Linked DNA regions of Mus musculus: region 2 is linked to region 1. A link is a contact called in public Hi-C data. All regions are on one chromosome and are shown on one strand. Each heading gives the region's core, a stretch centred on a gene start, on an enhancer-like site or on the middle of the called end of the contact. The rest is flanking DNA. Distances are from core to core; before and after follow the strand shown. Region 1 holds the start of Ube2d1 (ubiquitin-conjugating enzyme E2D 1). Region 2 holds the start of Bcr (BCR activator of RhoGEF and GTPase).

What was found. A called contact is a pair of places that touch in the nucleus more often than the background predicts.
Region 2: a contact with region 1 is called in a Hi-C map of the C10 cell line, with 9 times the contacts expected there. The contact joins the promoter of Bcr here to the promoter of Ube2d1 in region 1. A contact is called at or near these places in 1 of 39 promoter capture datasets (cranial neural crest) and 1 of 484 Hi-C or Micro-C datasets (the C10 cell line).

The regions. Positions count from the first base shown.
Region 1 is chr10:71,283,892-71,286,701 of GRCm38.p6, reverse strand. It overlaps Ube2d1 (ubiquitin-conjugating enzyme E2D 1), which reads left to right and starts at 1,440. Exons shown (of 7, transcript NM_145420.2): 1 at 1,440-1,601. The coding sequence starts at 1,578.
Region 2 is chr10:75,059,421-75,062,230 of GRCm38.p6, reverse strand. It overlaps Bcr (BCR activator of RhoGEF and GTPase), which reads right to left and starts at 1,335. Exons shown (of 23, transcript NM_001081412.2): 1 at 1-1,335. The coding sequence starts at 1,205.

The sequences.
Region 1 (2,810 bases), core at 191-2,690:
TGAGACCCTGAGTTCCATGATCTGACACAAGAAGGGTTGATTTATGGTTTGGTCTCTAGCTAAAAAGATGAATTGCATTAATGCCACTCTTCTTTTGGGGTGAGATAAAGCAGTAATAATAATTAATAATAATAATAAGTGGGAAGACAATGTCTATAAAGTGTTGACAAGCAAGCATAAATGTAGGCATGGTGGGGCTTGTGTGTAAAATCAGTGCTGAGCAGGTAAAGACAGCAGATACCTGGCCAGGTTAGCCCAATAGGTGAGCTCCAGGTCCCTGTGAGAGACTCTGTCTCAAAAAACAAGGAGTACAGCTCCTGGGAAATAATTTCACAAACACACACACACACACACAAGGGGAGGGGGGGCGGATGGACAGGAAAGTAGACCAATATGCAGACAGAGCAGGACTGCTTGAGGGGACCTCTGCAAAGCACAGTCCCTCGAAGCTTTCTGGGCCGCAACCCATCTCTAGTTTCTGCAGAGGGCGTGGGGCTGGTCTTCTGTGGACCACTGCAAAGGCGGAGAAGAGAACTTCCCAGATGTGGCTGATCCAGCTGCAGAGACACTGTGGAAGCCGCGACAGTGAGCGTTGAGTGTTTTGAGAAGCAATATGGGATTCAAAACCATTTTAGATAAGGAATGGATTGACTTTAGTCATCAGAAACCTAAGACTGACCAACGCCGTCAGAAATCCAAGACTGACCTGCAGGTGCCAAGCCAAGAAGTCATGGTTGAAAGGACAAGCAAGATCTGAGATCACAAGAACTGAGAAGGGGCTGGAGGACACCTCAGTGGGTAAACTGCTTGCCGCAAAGCCTGAGGACCTGAGTTCGGATGCCAGAGACCACGTAACGGTTGGGTGTGTGGAAAGCTGTCTTCAATCCCGTTTTTGGGAGGTGGAGACAAAAAGACATAAAGGAAAACCCTGTTTCAAAAAAAAAAAAAGAAAGAAAGAAAGGAAGGAAGGAAGGAAGGAAGGAAGGAAGAAAGAAAGAAAGAAAGAAAGAAAGAAAGAAAGAAAGAAAGAAAGAAAGAAAGAAAGAAAGAAAGAAAGAAAGAAAGAAAGAAAGAAAGAAAGAAAGAAAGAAAGGTGGAGTACAATTGACGAAGACTCCTCACGCCCTCAGGGGCGAGCGGGGAAGAGTCAGAATTATCTGCAAAGGAAGTTAAGATCCGCCGCAGGGTCTGTGCGAGGAGGAGCGAGCCGTGGTTCACAGCAGCTCCTAGGAGCGACAGCTCACCTGCTGTCTGGGTTTTTGCAGATTCGAGACCTTGCTCTGCAGAGCGGCTGCAGGGAGCGGCAGCAGCCTGGTCGCAGCTGTCACCCACGGGTGACCGGACGACGTCCGCGCGGGCGGCAGAGGCCGAGCCTGGGACTACACTTCCCAGTGTGCCAGGCGGGCGGGGCGCGGCGGGGAGGGCGCAGGCTCCTTCCCAGCAAGCGAAGGCGGAAACAAAAGAGTCCGGCGCCGCCGCCCGCACACTCGCGCACCGCGCCCGGGCGCACACGGAGCAGCCCTGCGAGGCGGCAGCCCGGGACACGCGGACACTCCGCAGCCCCCGCCGCCTGCCCCATGGCGCTGAAGCGGATCCAGAAAGTGAGTGGCTGCCAGAACCGGCCTGGGTGTCCCCAAGATGTCCCCAGGAACCCGGGGCGCACGGTGTGGGAGGGGCGCGGACACTGGGGAGGCCGGGGTACGGATCGGCCCGCACAGGTGAGGCGTGCATCCGCAAGGTCTGGGTACTTGGAACCTCGGGGCGACCCGATCCGGTCGTGCCCTTTCCAGGATGAGCCTAGAACCTCGGGTGCGGGTGCCCGTGGGGTGGCCAGATTGTCCCGGGGTGTGTGCATCCCCGCTGGGCCGGGGCTTGCTCTGCAACGGGCGGCCTTCGTCCCCTATCCCGCTGTGCGTCCTCACAATGTCCCCGGAGCCCTCCTTGCTGTGTTCGCACCCCGGGTTCCCCGAGAGGGCAGGGAAGGTGTGGTGGGCCTACGGCCTTTATTCTCAGAGCGTGGGGCTGGGTCTTTCTGGGCTCTGCAGTCGGCTGGTGCTCAGTGGGAGGAAAGGGCTGGGAACGCGAGATTGGGGCCGAGGAGCCAGCAGAGAGCTCTTGCCCCTGCTATTTTGGTGGTTCTGCACGCAGCTGCCACTTCAGGTCACATAGCTGTACTGAGAACATAGTTGCTGATACACAGCAAGATGAGCTCCTGGCTGTGATTCATGGCTAGGTAAGCTAAGCAGGTTGTTGGTTTTGTTTTGTATTTTTTTCTTCACACCCTCACGATAAACTTAGATGTAGAGTTGAAGACACAACACTAAGGACCACAAATTAAATTGTTTGGATGCTTTGATGTGTGAATAGAGAATGAGGAAGACAATCGAAGGGACAGTCAGTCCTTACATAGGATCGGTTCCAACCCTCTCTTTGTATTCTTTACCGCACCCACTTCTCTTGTTGGCCTGTCCCCTATCTCAAGTATCTTTTAACATTTTACAGCGGTAGTCCTTGCTGCTGGGAACGTGGTGTTTGGGATCGCTTTAGAAGCAAATGCGCCAACAGTGGATAATGTGTTTGGTAATTGATTTCACAAGAAATGGTTGGCTCCCCAAACGTTTTATCAACCTTTCCAGCTACACTTGACTGAAAATGTTCTGAGTTAGAGTGGTAGGAAACAGGCATCTTTCGGTACTGAGGACAGCAACTTTTACCCGCAGCCAAATTTTCGTTTGTTTTTTGTTTATTTGTTTTTGTTTTTGTTTTGTTTTTGTTTTTTTTTTTTTTTTTTAATAAACCTTAGCTGTGTA
Region 2 (2,810 bases), core at 86-2,585, 3.8 Mb before region 1:
GACACCACAACCTGGCACTGCCGGTGCCGCTTCTGGCACTGTGGCGTCGGGGGGCTGCTGCTGTCAAAGGACTGCTGCGAATTCTGCGAGGGTGAGCGGCTCTTGTCCCGGAACATGCGGTAGGTGGTGGGGCTTGGTGACACGCGGCTGGACTGGCCAGAGGAAAAGTCCTCCTCGCTGGAGGTGAGGTTCTCGTTGGAGCTGCAGTCCGGCGTGTAGCCACCTCCGCTGTCCTCGAAACTCCGAGGCGAGTAGGACCTGCGAGGCCAGGTTAGGCGTTTCTCCTGCTCTGAAGTGCTCTGGCTTCGCAGGAGAGGGCTCTTGCCCTCCCCTTCCACCATCATGCCTCCGACATAGATGCTCTGGTAGGGTTGGTACTCCAGGGGCGGCCAAGGGGGCCTGTTGCCGCCGTTGGCATTTATTAGGTTGTCCTTCAGGAAGCGGGGATTCAACTCTGCATCCTCATAGTCACCGTCAAGGCCGCAACTGCTTTCCGAGGAGCGCCCACGGTAATGGGGTCTGGGTGCTTCCCCCAGGCCCTGCCCGGCGCTCTGCTGGGACTTCTTGCGCTCCATTTGCATGGCCTGGCTGCCCAGGGAACTGATTCGGTCGGACACCTCTTTGTCGTTGACCTTCACCAGGCCGCGCTCGTGGTGGAACTCGACGTTCACGTAGAAGGGCTTCTCGGCGTCGGCAGAGCCGGGCTGGGCAGGTCCCTTGCGGATCTTCTCGAAGTTGGATCTGAGCGCCGCCACGCTGGTGGGGGGCCCTCGGTCGTCCCGGTCCGCCGATGCAGCAGCCGCTGGCCTGCGGGCGGACGCTGACCGCCCCTTACTCGGTGACCCCTCTCCGTCCGGCCGCGCCTCGGACTCCTCGACGGGCGCCGGGTCTGCGCCGTCGGCGGGCGCGGGCGGCGGGCGCGGGGCGGACGCTCGGGGCTCGGCGGCGCCGTCGGGGGGCTGCGCTGCACGGCGGAAGCCCCAGCGCTGCCGATCGTAGCTCTTCTTCTCCTTGGCCAGCAGCGTCTGCAGGTAGATCATGCGGAAGCGCTCCTGGTTCACCTCCTGCTCCAAGCGCCTAATGGAGGCCTTGCAGCGCTCCAGCTCCTGCTCGATGTCACCCACCGAGCGCAGCTCCATGCGCGGCGGCTCCGAGTCCGGGAACTGCGCCCTCCACGCCTCGGCGAAGCCCACCGAGTCCACCATGGCGCGGCCGGCTCACCTGCGCCGCCGAGCTGCGCGCCCGGAGTCCGGCTCAGCGGCGGCGCGGCGTTCTCACCGGGCCCGGGCTGGGGAGCCCGGTGGCTCCCATGGCCCCGCGGATGCGGCGGCGAACAATGCCCGCCCCCGGGGGCCGCAGGTGAGGTGGGAGGCTCGGCGGCGGCGGCTGGGGGTGGGGGGCGCGCGCGGGCGGGGGGAAGGGCGCGGGGTTGCGCACGCCGCTATTGTGTGCGGGGCTCCGCAGCGCGCGCGGCGGCGGCGGGAGCCGTCCTCCGCAGAGCAGGCCCACCGCCGGCCCACGGCCGCAGCCCCGCGGGCTCCTCGCCTCCGGTTCCCGCGCCGCCCCGCCCCGCTCCGCAGCTTTCCGGGCAGGCGCTCCGCTCGACACGGCCAGCTCTCGCCGCACTCCCGCCCCGGCCCGCACTCAGCGCTGCAGGAAGGGGAGGACCGGGGGGCGGTGGCCGCGGAGCGGCTGACGGGGCTGGGCGCGCCTCTTAAAGGGGCCGCGCCGCGGGAAGAGCGTTGGGTCCTTAAATCGGACCCGGGACGGCTGCTAACCGGTCTGATCCCCTTCTGTACACAGAGGCGCCCCAGACCGGGTGATTCGAAGCGATCCTTTCACCACGGAGACTCTCATGCCTGTTTCCTCTTTTCTGCATCCACCAACCTCGGTGCTGACCGCACCAATGAACACCCAGCAGGGCCCAAACTATTGAGAAATCAACCGGGGCAGGTCAACGGTGCAAGCCAACAGCCCGGGTGCTAGCCAGTGAACCTCTGGTGCTGGAGGTGGGTGATGAAGCTTCACAATGGCCACTCAGTTGTCACCGGACTCCTTACACTGAATGATAACTTAGGAATGTCTCCCCATCTGTTCGGTCAACGTATCTCCCTTCCTGAGTAATGACTTTTGACCTCTGGAGGCCAATGTAGTATTTTCGGGGTCTTTTTCTTTCTGTGAAAGGATCGCACACCTCCTTCTCAGCAACAGAGCTGGTGGAAGACAGGAAATCTTTAATGGCTCCCAACGAAGCTTAGGGATCTGAGGCACTTAGCAGAGATGCTCTCTGCAGGAACTCTCCAGAATACAAAATGAAACCCAGGCCAGCCTGCTGGGTGAGGTGAAAGGCAATAGGATTTGGCAGCTGAAGAACAGCTTCAATTTTGACCACTTCTCCCATCTCCGTGCCTCAGTTTCCCCGAGCTCTGAGATAAAACCAGAACACCTGCTTCCACAACTGTTATTTCCTTGGTTATAAACTGTTATCATGCTTTTCTAGAGAATTAGAGCCCAGCGCCAGCAGCCAGATCAGCAGGGCCTCCCTGACTTAGGCCGGGATTCTCTTTCCGGCCCTGGAACTCGCTTCCATCCAGCCTGTTGTCTGCACCTAGTAGGGTTCAGTTTGTGTTAACGTTGGTAGGGCTGGCGAGTCTTTGGAGCCCCGCTCAGGAACTCTGTGAGCGCTGTGCAGCTCGCTGCTGCCCTCTGTAGACATTTTTAATCTCTTGTTCCTTCCTTCCCCGCCTACCTCTTGCCCAGCAGGCAGTAAACAACGCAATTGCAGAGAAGAAATAGTTTTGCTGGTGACT